Regions from separate parts of the Mus musculus genome. Here region 1 is linked to region 2. A link is a contact called in public HiChIP or PLAC-seq data. All regions are on one chromosome and are shown on one strand. Each heading gives the region's core, a stretch centred on a gene start, on an enhancer-like site or on the middle of the called end of the contact. The rest is flanking DNA. Distances are from core to core; before and after follow the strand shown.

What was found. HiChIP or PLAC-seq counts read pairs in DNA pulled down with a chosen protein or histone mark.
Region 1: a contact with region 2 is called in an H3K27ac HiChIP or PLAC-seq map of embryonic stem cells, with 7 read pairs. The contact joins two enhancer-like sites. A contact is called at or near these places in 1 of 15 datasets of contacts at CTCF or cohesin (large pre-B cells), 11 of 484 Hi-C or Micro-C datasets (CD8 T cells, ECoMG myeloid progenitors, adipose-derived mesenchymal stem cells and 5 more) and 10 of 115 datasets of contacts at active chromatin or transcription factors (CD8 T cells, the HPC-7 cell line, acute myeloid leukemia and 3 more).

Annotation. Positions count from the first base shown.
Region 1 is chr15:97,344,531-97,350,036 of GRCm38.p6, forward strand. The region is part of intron 3 of Pced1b (PC-esterase domain containing 1B); the gene reads left to right. Gm33325 (a long non-coding RNA gene) reads right to left here. Exons shown (of 5, transcript XR_875640.2): 2 at 3,516-3,626; 3 at 1,703-1,793. Among named protein-coding and RNA genes, the nearest start is that of Gm33325, 10 kb to the right of the region's middle. Within about 2 kb of position 2,546, at least 20 of the 459 cell types and tissues checked have an H3K27ac peak or open chromatin away from gene starts, as enhancers often do. A contact at or near this core is called in embryonic stem cells and extraembryonic ectoderm, where this site is marked.
Region 2 is chr15:97,444,943-97,450,223 of GRCm38.p6, forward strand. No RefSeq gene overlaps it. Among named protein-coding and RNA genes, the nearest start is that of Gm41393, 41 kb to the left of the region's middle. Within about 2 kb of position 3,744, at least 28 of the 459 cell types and tissues checked have an H3K27ac peak or open chromatin away from gene starts, as enhancers often do. A contact at or near this core is called in embryonic stem cells and extraembryonic ectoderm, where this site is marked.

The DNA.
Region 1 (5,506 bases), core at 1,296-3,795, 100 kb before region 2:
AGATGGTCTGAAACTGCAATGCCTGGTTTGTGTGAGTCGCATGCAACACATCCCTTTACCTGGCCAAGTACAGCTCCACACCAGCCAGGCTGGGGAAACAGGGACGTCAGACAGCAGGGTCTCTCTTTTGTACTACCATGAATAACCCGCCTGGCCTGAAGGTGCCCTGTTTATAGAAGAGCCTGTGGCCTTGCTTAAACAAATCATTACCGCAGTGTTCTCCCAAGTTAAAAAGAAAAGTCTAACTTAGCGATCTTGAACCACGCTTCTGTTTACTCAGTTTTCAATGGTTTAGTGGCCCATAAAGACCACTAAACCAATGCTACACAGTGGTTCTGCGCTGCAGAGAGCATCATCGCCAGCACACCATGGGTTTATCTTTGGAGCCATTCCTTTGTGACGCTCGGTCATCGTCTCACTTTCATATTTTGGCAAACAATTCCTGACCGTGGATTAGGAGAACAAACCCTTGATGCTTTGTTCCCCTCCAGCTGGGCCCTTCCGCTGCATCTAGCCCTTCAGTGCATCCTTGATGTAAAAAGCAAAATGTTCCAGGGATATCCAGCCAGCTCCTGGGCGTTTCGTGTAGCTTTTGTTATCTTGCCTTAAACTCCAGAAACAGGCTGTGCTACCAGCCTCCACCCAGGTTCCCTCGGATCTGCGGATGACACACACACACACACACACACACACACATACACACACACACACACACACACAGTGCTCAATTTCAGCCTGCCTTCTTGGCTCAATAGCTGGGCGCTTCTAATCTCCCATCACTAGCGTTTCTAATCTCCAGCCTGAGGAAACAGCCTGTGGTCACTCCGCCCAAGATTTCACAAGGCTGCCAGGCAATGGTGGCGCATGCCTTTAATCCCAGCACTTGGGAGGCAGAGGCAGGCAGATTTCTGAGTCGGGACCAGCCTGGTCTACAGAGTGAGTTTCAGGACAGCCAGGGCTATACAGAGAAACCCTGTCGCGAAAAACAAACAAACAAACAAACAAACAAAAAGGGTTTACAAGGCCGATTGGCTTTTCCTCCTCATGAAGGAACCCCCGAAGGGAGACCCTCACTCCAGTCTCAGGAATCGCGAGCCCAGAAAGCCACAACAGTCAAGCTTGCTTCAAACACACGAGGTTTTAATGGCACACAAACCAGCATGCTGAGGTCGAGACCCATACACCACGGAGGGGTAGAGGAGTCCGACCACGACCCTATTTTCCAGCAGGCTTAAAATGGCAAAAAAACACAACCTAGGGGGAGGATCGGAGAGGAAATAGGGGAAGTCTAGGGGCGGATATTTACTTCAAGGCACCTGGGACATTGAAACATTCTATGGTTGTTTTTCCCAAAAGTTCCGGGGAATTAGGCCATCTGGCCGGGGGCCGGGGCCCATGTTCTCAGGGCAGTCATTATTTATTTATTTATTTATTTTTATTCTTCACTCCTAAGCAATATGAAAATCCTCTTCCTCTCCTGTGTCCCTTTGCCTGCTTCCAGGGACCAGAAGTCCCGCCTCTTTCCTTCCGCCCAGCAATTGGCCCCTTGCATCTTTATTGATAGGTCAAGAACCAATTGGAGAACAGCATCAGGACCACCCTCTATACCTAGCTTCCTACTGCAGTAGGCTGAGCTACGGTTCAGGTCAGTTCCAATAGCCCACCCAGCACATCCCTAGACCAACATCACCCTCCTCCTTACCAAGTCTGACGTCAACTCATTGTGCTCAAGAACTTTCTTCAGCAGGGAAATGAGCCCAGTGCCGTTTTCTCACATTTCTATTTCTTAAACTCTACAGAGAAAAAAAGAATAGTATTTTGTTCATGCATACTCTTACTGTTTAGAAAATGGTTTTTGGATGTCTTAGTTCATGTAGCTCTGAGTCGGGATTTCCATCTAAAAAGTAAAAATGATCGTTAGGGGGTGTGACTCAGTGATAGAGCCCTTGACTAACATACATATACGGCTTTGAGTTCAATCTCCAGTGGTAGCAAAGAATAAAAAATGAATAAATTACAAAAGGGAATTTAAACTAGTAAAATTCAATTGTCAGGGCTGGAGAGATGACTCAGCAGCTGAGAGCACTGGCTGTTCTTCCAGAGGTCCAGAGTTCAATTCTCAGCAACCACATGGTGGCTCACAACCATCTGTAATAGGATCCGATGCTCTCTTTGAAGAGAGCAACAGTATATTCATATACATAAAATAAATCTTAAAAAAACAAAAACAGTTCGAGGCCAGCTTGGTCTACAGAGTGAGTTCCAGGACAGCCAAGGCTACACAGAGAAACCCTGTCATTAAAGCAAAACAAAACAAAAAACAAAAACTCAGTTATCCTGGATGCCATCAATCCTACTATGTTCTTTACCTGAGTAATTATTGTTCCTGTGAGGCAGGGGCTAAGGGGCTTTCAACTCAATCTCCAAGGGTCAGAAGGGAACAAGTGAAAGGTTATCCATCCCTGGGCCCTAGTCTCAGAGTATGGACAGACCCACCCCAATCCGGTCCATTCTGACTCTTTCCTTCCTGGTCTGGTCTCTAGCCACCGGCTTCCACACCTTAACTCTGGTCCCCTTTGAGACGTCTCCTCCTCTCCACTCCCTACAGACTATAATGAAAGGAATGTTCCAAACTCTCTCTGTATACTAGAAATGCCTACATTGGTTTCTGGAAGAATCCCCCATCATAGGCAAACACCCAAACTCTGAGTCTGAAATGCCTATACTCTAGTGGTGCCCAGTAAAGTCGCATGCTACTCTGCCTGTGGCAGGGCAGGTGTCCCTGTGGCACAGAGGTAGCATGGGAAATGTGCCCCTCACAGGTCCAACCAAAGGCGAACCTCACCAGGGGCAGCACGCTAACCCCAGAGCGCAGAGCTGTCCGCTTTCAGACTCATTCTACTTTCTTTATCTTCTGCGGCTCCTCGGTGCCATAATCCAACATCTCTCATTGCTTCTTAGCTCTGAATTCCAGTGTTAGCATTCAGCAACTCTGCTCTGGGTCCTTGGAGGACTTTCTCTCCCGAGCCTTACCTTAATCTTCCCCAGGCATGTTACATACCCACAGCTCAGTGCTTCTGCTCCCACTGTAGGCAAGCTAGAGAAAGCCACGATTTCTTCACAATCAGGAAGGTAGGATTTCCCCCAGGCCTGACTTTCTGAGCTTACAGGACTAGCTAAGACTCACCATCTGATCTTCACCCCAAAGCAGAGGTTCTCTTAGAACCTTAGACTGAGTTTGGAACTTCATCAAGTGACATCCCTTGACCCCCCCCCCCAAAAGCCAGGATCTGGACTGTAGCACAATCCCTGGGTCTGAGCATAGGTATTTTAATTTTAGGGTGTTCGCTTTTTGGTTTGAGGTGCTGGGGATACTGTGAGAACCATCACCCCGCTTTTCTCTTTGCCAGTTCATACCCCTGCTGATTCTTGGAGCTGACTCTCAAGAGACCGCACCCCACACACCCAGCACAAAGCTTAACAATCGCACCTGTCTCCCTCCTTGTCCTCCTTACCTCACCCCGGCGAACACAATTTAACCATCGTGAGAAAGGGCCCCTCACTCCAGCTCACAGAGAATAGATGCCATTGCATTGCACATAGATCCAGTTCACTTGATCTGTAGCCTGCAGTAGACAGGTTTGTTGATTACAAATAGAACTTAGGACTTTGCTTTGTTTTTTAAAGATGTTTTCAAGTAGCCGTGTGTGTGTGTGTGTGTGTGTGTGTGTGTGTGTGTGTGTGTGAGAGAGAGAGAGAGAGAGAGAGATACAAAGTGCCCAAGGAGACCAGAGGAGTTGGATCCCCTGGAGCTAGAGTTACAGGCAACTGTGAGCTGCAAGGTATGGGTACCCCAAATTGAACTTGGGTTCTCTGCAAGAGCAGCATAGTGATTTTAAGTGCTGGGCCATCTCTTCCAGCCCAGAACTTAAATTTTTAATTTTTTTTCCGCTTTCATTTTCCTTTGGTAAAAAAACTTAATACGCTGTTAAAAAACAGAGTACATTCAGGGGTGAAGTGAGAAAAATATTTAGCTTAGCTGGCGAGAGGAACCAGAACTGTGCAGTGAGCAACAGTGACGTTACTTGAATGTGCAGACTGCTGAGCTCTGTGGAACTGGGTCTGTGGGGGAAGAACATGGTTTCACTCGGAATGTCCTTCAGGAGAGTGCACTAGAGTCTCTCTCACCCAGAAGGCACGCAGCGTAGGCTCCAGCGTGAAGTGAGGTTGGATGAATACAAAGTGTGATTTTGATTTCGCAGCACAGGACCGGCCATCCTTGACCCTAGTCTAGATTCTGCTGCTGACTAACCGCTAACGTCACTGCGTCCTGCAGCGCGGTCCCTGAGCCCAGGGGTCTCCACAGGGACAACGTGTGCCCAGAGCTGTGGGCACAAAAATGTATGAACACTTTTCATATAGGGTTCCATTTAATCTTCAGAGCCATTCCTTAAGGATGGCTGCCGTCATCCCCAGCTCAGAGAGAGGGGTGTTCAAGGGTAATGTGAGATGCGGTCTGATTTAGCTAGCTCTGATATGCATTCCTCTACTCTACTTTACACCTCTCCTTGGCTCCACATTTGCAAGTAGCTCTGGTGCTTTGGGGCAGCTCTGACATAGGAGACATCGAGACATCCCGACAGTTTGGGGCTTGCTCTCCCCTCCCCTTGTCCCCTGGGTTTGCAGTCTCTCCTGCCGCACGGGACTGTCCAGAGCCCTTTGACTTATCGCCTTACTTTAACACTTACTCTGGGGGTCGGCGGTCAGAAGCTAATACGTCTGTGTCAAGGTGTGACCCTCTACACGTGTCCTCACTCAGTCTTCACGACAGCTTTGTAAAGTAGCCCTCTTCTCAGCTTTATAGATAAAAGCTCAGAAAGGTTAAGCAATTGGCTCCATTCCCAGAGAAAGTAAAAAGGGAGCCATATTTTACATCCAGGCAACTACCTGTGGCCATCCCGGCTGCAGCACACGCAGACGGGACACCAGGGAGCTCTTGTAATTCCCTGTTTGCAGTTCTTGACGGGGTGAGGGGTGGAAGCGGGGTGGGGGGGTCTCTTCTGTCATCATTCCATCCCCACTGTCACCATTACAATAGCTAGAAAATCTTCATTATTGACAGACCCACTAAACCAACAATTATAAGTTATAAGCATTTCTGACCTTTCTTTTTTCTTTTTTTTAAAGATTTATTTATTATTATACATAGGTACACTGTAACTGACTTCAGACGCACCAGAAGAGGGGCATCAGATCTCATTACAGATGGTTGTGAGCCACCATGTGGTTGCTGGGATTTGAACTCAGGACCTCTGGAAGAGCAGTCAGTGCTCTTACTAGCTGAGCCATCTCACCAGCACCCCCCCTTTTTCTAAATTGGATATTTTCTTTATTTACATTTCAAATGTTATCCCCTTTCCCAGTTTCCCCTCTGAAACCCCCCCATCTCCTTCCCCCTCCCCCTGCTCATCAACCCACCCACTCCCTCTTTGAGGCCCTGGCATTC
Region 2 (5,281 bases), core at 2,494-4,993:
CTGTATCACCCAACATGAGGGGAACAGGATAGAAACAGGAGCCCGAGCCTCCTACCATCGTGTTCTCCTGAGGTAGCTTCTGTCTTGGTCGTTCTCTCATCAGGACCTACCTACTTCCTTCCCATCTCCTGCTCAGGTCAGTGGTTTCCGGAAGGTCGTGGAACACCCCAGCCACACCCCAGCTGCATGGTTCTAACCCTTGCCCTCCTTGCCAGGATCAGCCTCTCTCCAGGCGTTGGCATGGCTCCCTCTGTCCTCTGATCCTTCAGATCTCTGCTAAAATATCACATCACTAGAGATGCTGTCCCCGGATACCCTACTCTCAGCAGAGCTTCTCATTCTCCTCTGCCTGGGGCACCCCAACAGTGATAAACTGAGCAGAGTTCACTCTGTCCTGCTTCCCAGAGTAAATATATCTATTCTTGGGACTGCAGAGATGGTTCAGCGGTTAAAAGCATTCGCTGCTTTTCTGGGGAAGTTCGGTTCAGTTTCCAGTACCTATACCAGGTGGGTCACAGATGCCTGGGACTCGTCTCCAGGAAATCTAATGTCCCCTTCTGGCCTCTGTGGGTATGGCACTAATATGTGTGCGACACACACACACACACACACACACACACATAGATAAAAAGAAAAATTTTTAAAAAACCTATTCTTTGTGTATGTGTGTGTGTGAGAAAGCCATCAAAATGTCTGTGCTGATAATTTCCATATTTTATGCACAGTTTGTTTCCAGTACTGGGGATTGAACACAGGGCCTTTGTTTTGTGTGACAGGGTTTCTCTGTGTATCCCTGTCTGTCCTGCTCACTCTGTAGACCAGGCTGGAACTCAGAGAGCTGCCTGCTTTGCGGCCTCCCAAGAGCTGGGGTCAAAGGTGTGCGCCACTACCTCAGGCTGAACATGGGGCCTCGTGCATGTTCTATCACTAAGCTGTCTCCCCAGTCCTTGGTGCTCTACATGTATGAATTGGGTAATAAAACTAGTTCTTTTCAAGAAGAGTACACAGGCAGAGAGCAGAGGCTGTTGGCAAGAGGTCACAATGGTTGATGACCAGTTTGTGCTTAGTGCCTTCGTCAAAACACTGAAGCAGGCCAATAGAGTCTGAAAGCCCTCAGCAAATGAACATTCTTATTCTATTAGGAAGAATGGGGGTGCAATTTTGATCTAGAAAGTCAACATCCAGTGATTAGGAGAGCCAGGCAGGCACATCATCTCTCATGAAGTAAACAGCACCTAGCCATCTCCGTCAGACTGACTCGAAGATGGTGATTATACTCAGAAAGAAAATTCCAGGAACCTGCATTCTAATTAACATGGAAATGAAATCCACAGAATAAATATGCATCCGAAGTGTATGTGGTCCCAGGGCACAGCGTAGACAGATGCAGAATGATTTGATCTGGACGCATTAGCGACATGAGTGTTTGCTGGGAACATGGAGTGGAAAGTTGACATTCAGTTCAATTAGAAGGGCAGAGTGAACGGTGAAAGCAATTTCCTTTGTTCGGTTAAATCAGGCATCCATCGGATGGCAGCTCCTCTTTGACCTTCCTGGTAAGGGCCAGGGTGGCTTCTAATGACCATTAAATGAACAGCCAGCTTATTCTTACCAATGTTTAACAAGCAGGACTTAGGAAAGCTTATTCCGGATGGAAAAAATCAGTCATGGAGGGATCTGTAAGGATATCTGTGGCATAGTCTATTGTTTCAAGTTATCAGCGTCCAATCTGGGGAGTCACGAAGGACCGGTGAGCGATAAGACTGAACGGGGAGTACATCAGAAGTAATGAAGAGGCTGCTGCTCTCAGCCTCTTGCTACTTTGTGTTCCAATTGCTGAACAAAAACAAAACAGAAGACAATTCCTCTGGGTGATTCTTGACTCTGATGAAGAACAAGCCCAGCGTTTGCAAAGATACACAGTTTCGAGTGGCTGCTTTGGGGACTAAAGCTTAAGAACTGCGGTGGTTCTGTCCAAGGTGATAATTCCAGCTGCCCATGCAGCAGGGGCCCAGCTATTTCTCCAAGTCCCAATTCACCCTGCATGACATGGGAGTCAAGTCTCTTGACTGTTAAAGGCCAGGCTGCCATGCTGAACATTGTGTATAAACACAGCCCTTAGAACAGATTTTGCCACTCTGGTCTTACAGATCCTAAAGCATACCCCAGACTGAGTGTCTTGGCTCTTTAAAATGTAAACTGGTTAGATTATTATTAAGTTTAACTAAAGTATTACAAGACATCCTTTGAATTCTGTTTTAATATTATTGTTGCTGAAGTATATTTCAGCACACACAATTTTTCATATCTTAACAAAAACAGGACGACATAAATGGAAAGCAAAGGTTTTTTCTCTCTTCTCCTCTAATCCTGTTTTTTTCCTCCACTGAAACCTTGTAACAATGGCATTGTTAAAATGACCAGAATAAACCTTTAAGTTTCCCTCCTAGCAGTTAGGGACCTCTTGAATCTAATCTTTCACTCAGTTTTGATCAATAGCAGCTGGTCAAAGGCTAACGAAGGCCTAAGCCGGAGCTTGAAGAGGTTCTGGCTTCTCGTCTTCTTCGGAAAAAGACAGTCGCTGTGTGACCAGTCCCGGGAGAACTTGCTGGAAGAAGAGAACTGCGGAACTGCAGAACCACAAGTCATTATTTTGAGCCATTAATGGGGGGGGGGGGCATTTGTTATGCACCAAAAGGTGAATGTTGGCTTAGCTTCTGGCATCTCTGATCTGTAAAGACACAGGAACTTGGTTAATGAAATAATTCCAGAAGGAACCAGAGGTATGAGCTTATCATGATCCCCAAGAAGAGCATAACACAACTGTCTTAGTCAGGGTTTCTATTCCTGCACAAACATCAGGACCAAGAAGCAAGTTGGGGAGGAAAGGGTTTATTCGACTTACACTTCCATACTGCTGTTTATCACCAAAGAAGTCAGGACTGGAACTCAAACAGGTCAGGAAGCAGGAGCTGATGCAGAGGCCATGGAGGGATGTTCTTTATTGGCCTGCTTCCCCTGGCTTGCTCAGCCTGCTCTCTTATAGAAACCAAGACTACCAGCCTAGAGATGGTCCCACCCACAAGGGGCCTTTCCCCCTTGATCACTAATTGAGAAAGTGCCTTATAGTTGGATCTCATGGAGGCATTTCCTCAACTGAAGCTCCTTTGTGATAACTCCAGCTGTGTCAAGTTGACACAAAACTAGCCAGTACAACGATTATCATTACAACACAAAGGAGGCGGGAGAGAGGTATCGAATCAGAGAGGTATCGAATCAGACAGAGCATCAGACATGATAGCTGGTCCCTGCATCTGCTGTCAGTCTTTCTCCCTCCCCCTCCCTCTCCCTCTCCCTCTCCCCTCCTCCCTCCCTCTCCCCCTCTCCCCCTCTCCCTCTCTCCCTCTCTCAGAGGCCATGGAGGGATGTTCTTTATTGGCCTGTTCCTCTCCCTGTTCCACTTCCCCTCCCCCTCTCCCTGTTCCTCTTCCCCTCCCACTCTACCTCTCTCCCCCTCCCTCCCTCTCCCCCTCCCCCCTCTGTGTGTGTGTGTGTCTTTACTGTCTCAACCACACCCCCCACCCTGTAGTAGCGAAGTATGGATGGCTGTACCATCAAGAACTCATCCCAGAGAATTCTCACAATGGTGTTGGCGATTTTAAAATGTGTGTGTTGTGGCAGTTGCTGCCTGCCTGTTAATCTCACCTCCTACCACCACCCGGGGTTGAGACAGCATGAGCAGGAGGAAGCCAGAAGCTGCTGCTGGTTGAGTGCAGCCAGAGCCAGTAGGAGCCAGTCTCTGCAGACAGCCTGGTAATAGAGGTCAGGCGGCTGTGGGCAAGTGCATATGTGATCCACACTTGACTACTGCCCAGGTCAGGTGATTACTGCAGAGATGGCTCCTTGGGCGGCATATACAGTCTATATATTCTCAGCCTGAGACGAACTGATTTAGAAATGGTGCAGAGAGGAGGAACCCAACTGTACAAGCCTGTAATTCCAGCATTTGAGAGTCTTAAGCAGGAGGATGAAAAATTCAAAGCCAGCCTGGGGTACATCACAATATCCTGATCAGCTTGGGCTATCTAGAGAAACTGTTTCAAAAAGGGAGAAACAGAAGTTGGAGAAGATATTGTTTTGAGTATGTGACAAACTTCCATCTCCAATAGGAAGAACAAGAGGAACCGTAATGGGAGAATTCAGAGATAAATTCAGAGTGAACCTTAGGGAAACAGGAAGTTGAAGCTTTCTAGAAACTTCTCTTTATAGCCAGGGCTTTCGAGATTTCACAGCGAAGGGCTTCACGGTGTTCTAGTTCGTGAGGAAGGCAGCCTACCGAACCTTTCAATCTGAAGACACAGCCTGGATTTCATCAAGTTTTCTTCTAGTATTTCTCTGATTAAACTTTTCCTACCTCCTTTCCCCAGAGCCCTCACTATCCAGATGCCTCACTCCCTGTATTAGTCCTCCCCTGTTGTCCATGTAACTTTTGCCCAAATTTCTAGATTTCCCTGATCTTATTAAAGGTTGATTCCAAATAAATGAATTTTACTGGGTAATTTTTTTTTTTTAAGTTTACACTCAAAACGTAATGGGAAACGTCAGAGAGGAAGAGTTTTATGTTCTGTTATGGAAAGGCTATACAGACAGTAAATTTATAAAGTCCAAAGATAGGAAAGCTGTTTTTGTATAATAACAGCGGGGACAGAATTTATATCCAAATGATCTTATTTATACTAAGCAAACAACAAAAATGTCCGTGCTGGGGACTGGGGTTGGGGGCAAGCTCAGAGCTCTCAGAGCCTCTTTCTTCAGAGCTTTAAGCCTGGTCAGAGGTGATCTTCAAGGCAGCTTCACAGCTGAGCAGGCTGCCTCAGCAGGAGAGCAAGGGGCTGCATCTGCAGCCAGCACTGCCCCAAAGCACACCAGGGCTGGTGATGGGCACAGGAGCAGGAAGTGGGTGGACTCTGAGTCCCAGGAAGTCTCCAAGTGCAGCAGAGGGGGATCCCACAGAGGTCTCACCTCAATTGTGAGTTCAGAATTTCATTCAGAAGCAGCCTCTCTCTAACTTACAAGAAAGAGTGAAGGTTCCTGTAATTCCCGCCATATTTCCTTACAAAGCAAACGGAACGGAAGCCCCTGGGGGTGTCCTTGTGGAACTGCAGTAAGCTTTGATAAATGATCTGCTACTGACTACCTAGGCACGTGTCCACGGTGCCTGCTCTCCATGGATTACTAAGATCTATCCTGCCGACCAGAGTCTTGGTAAGCAAGCATAGTC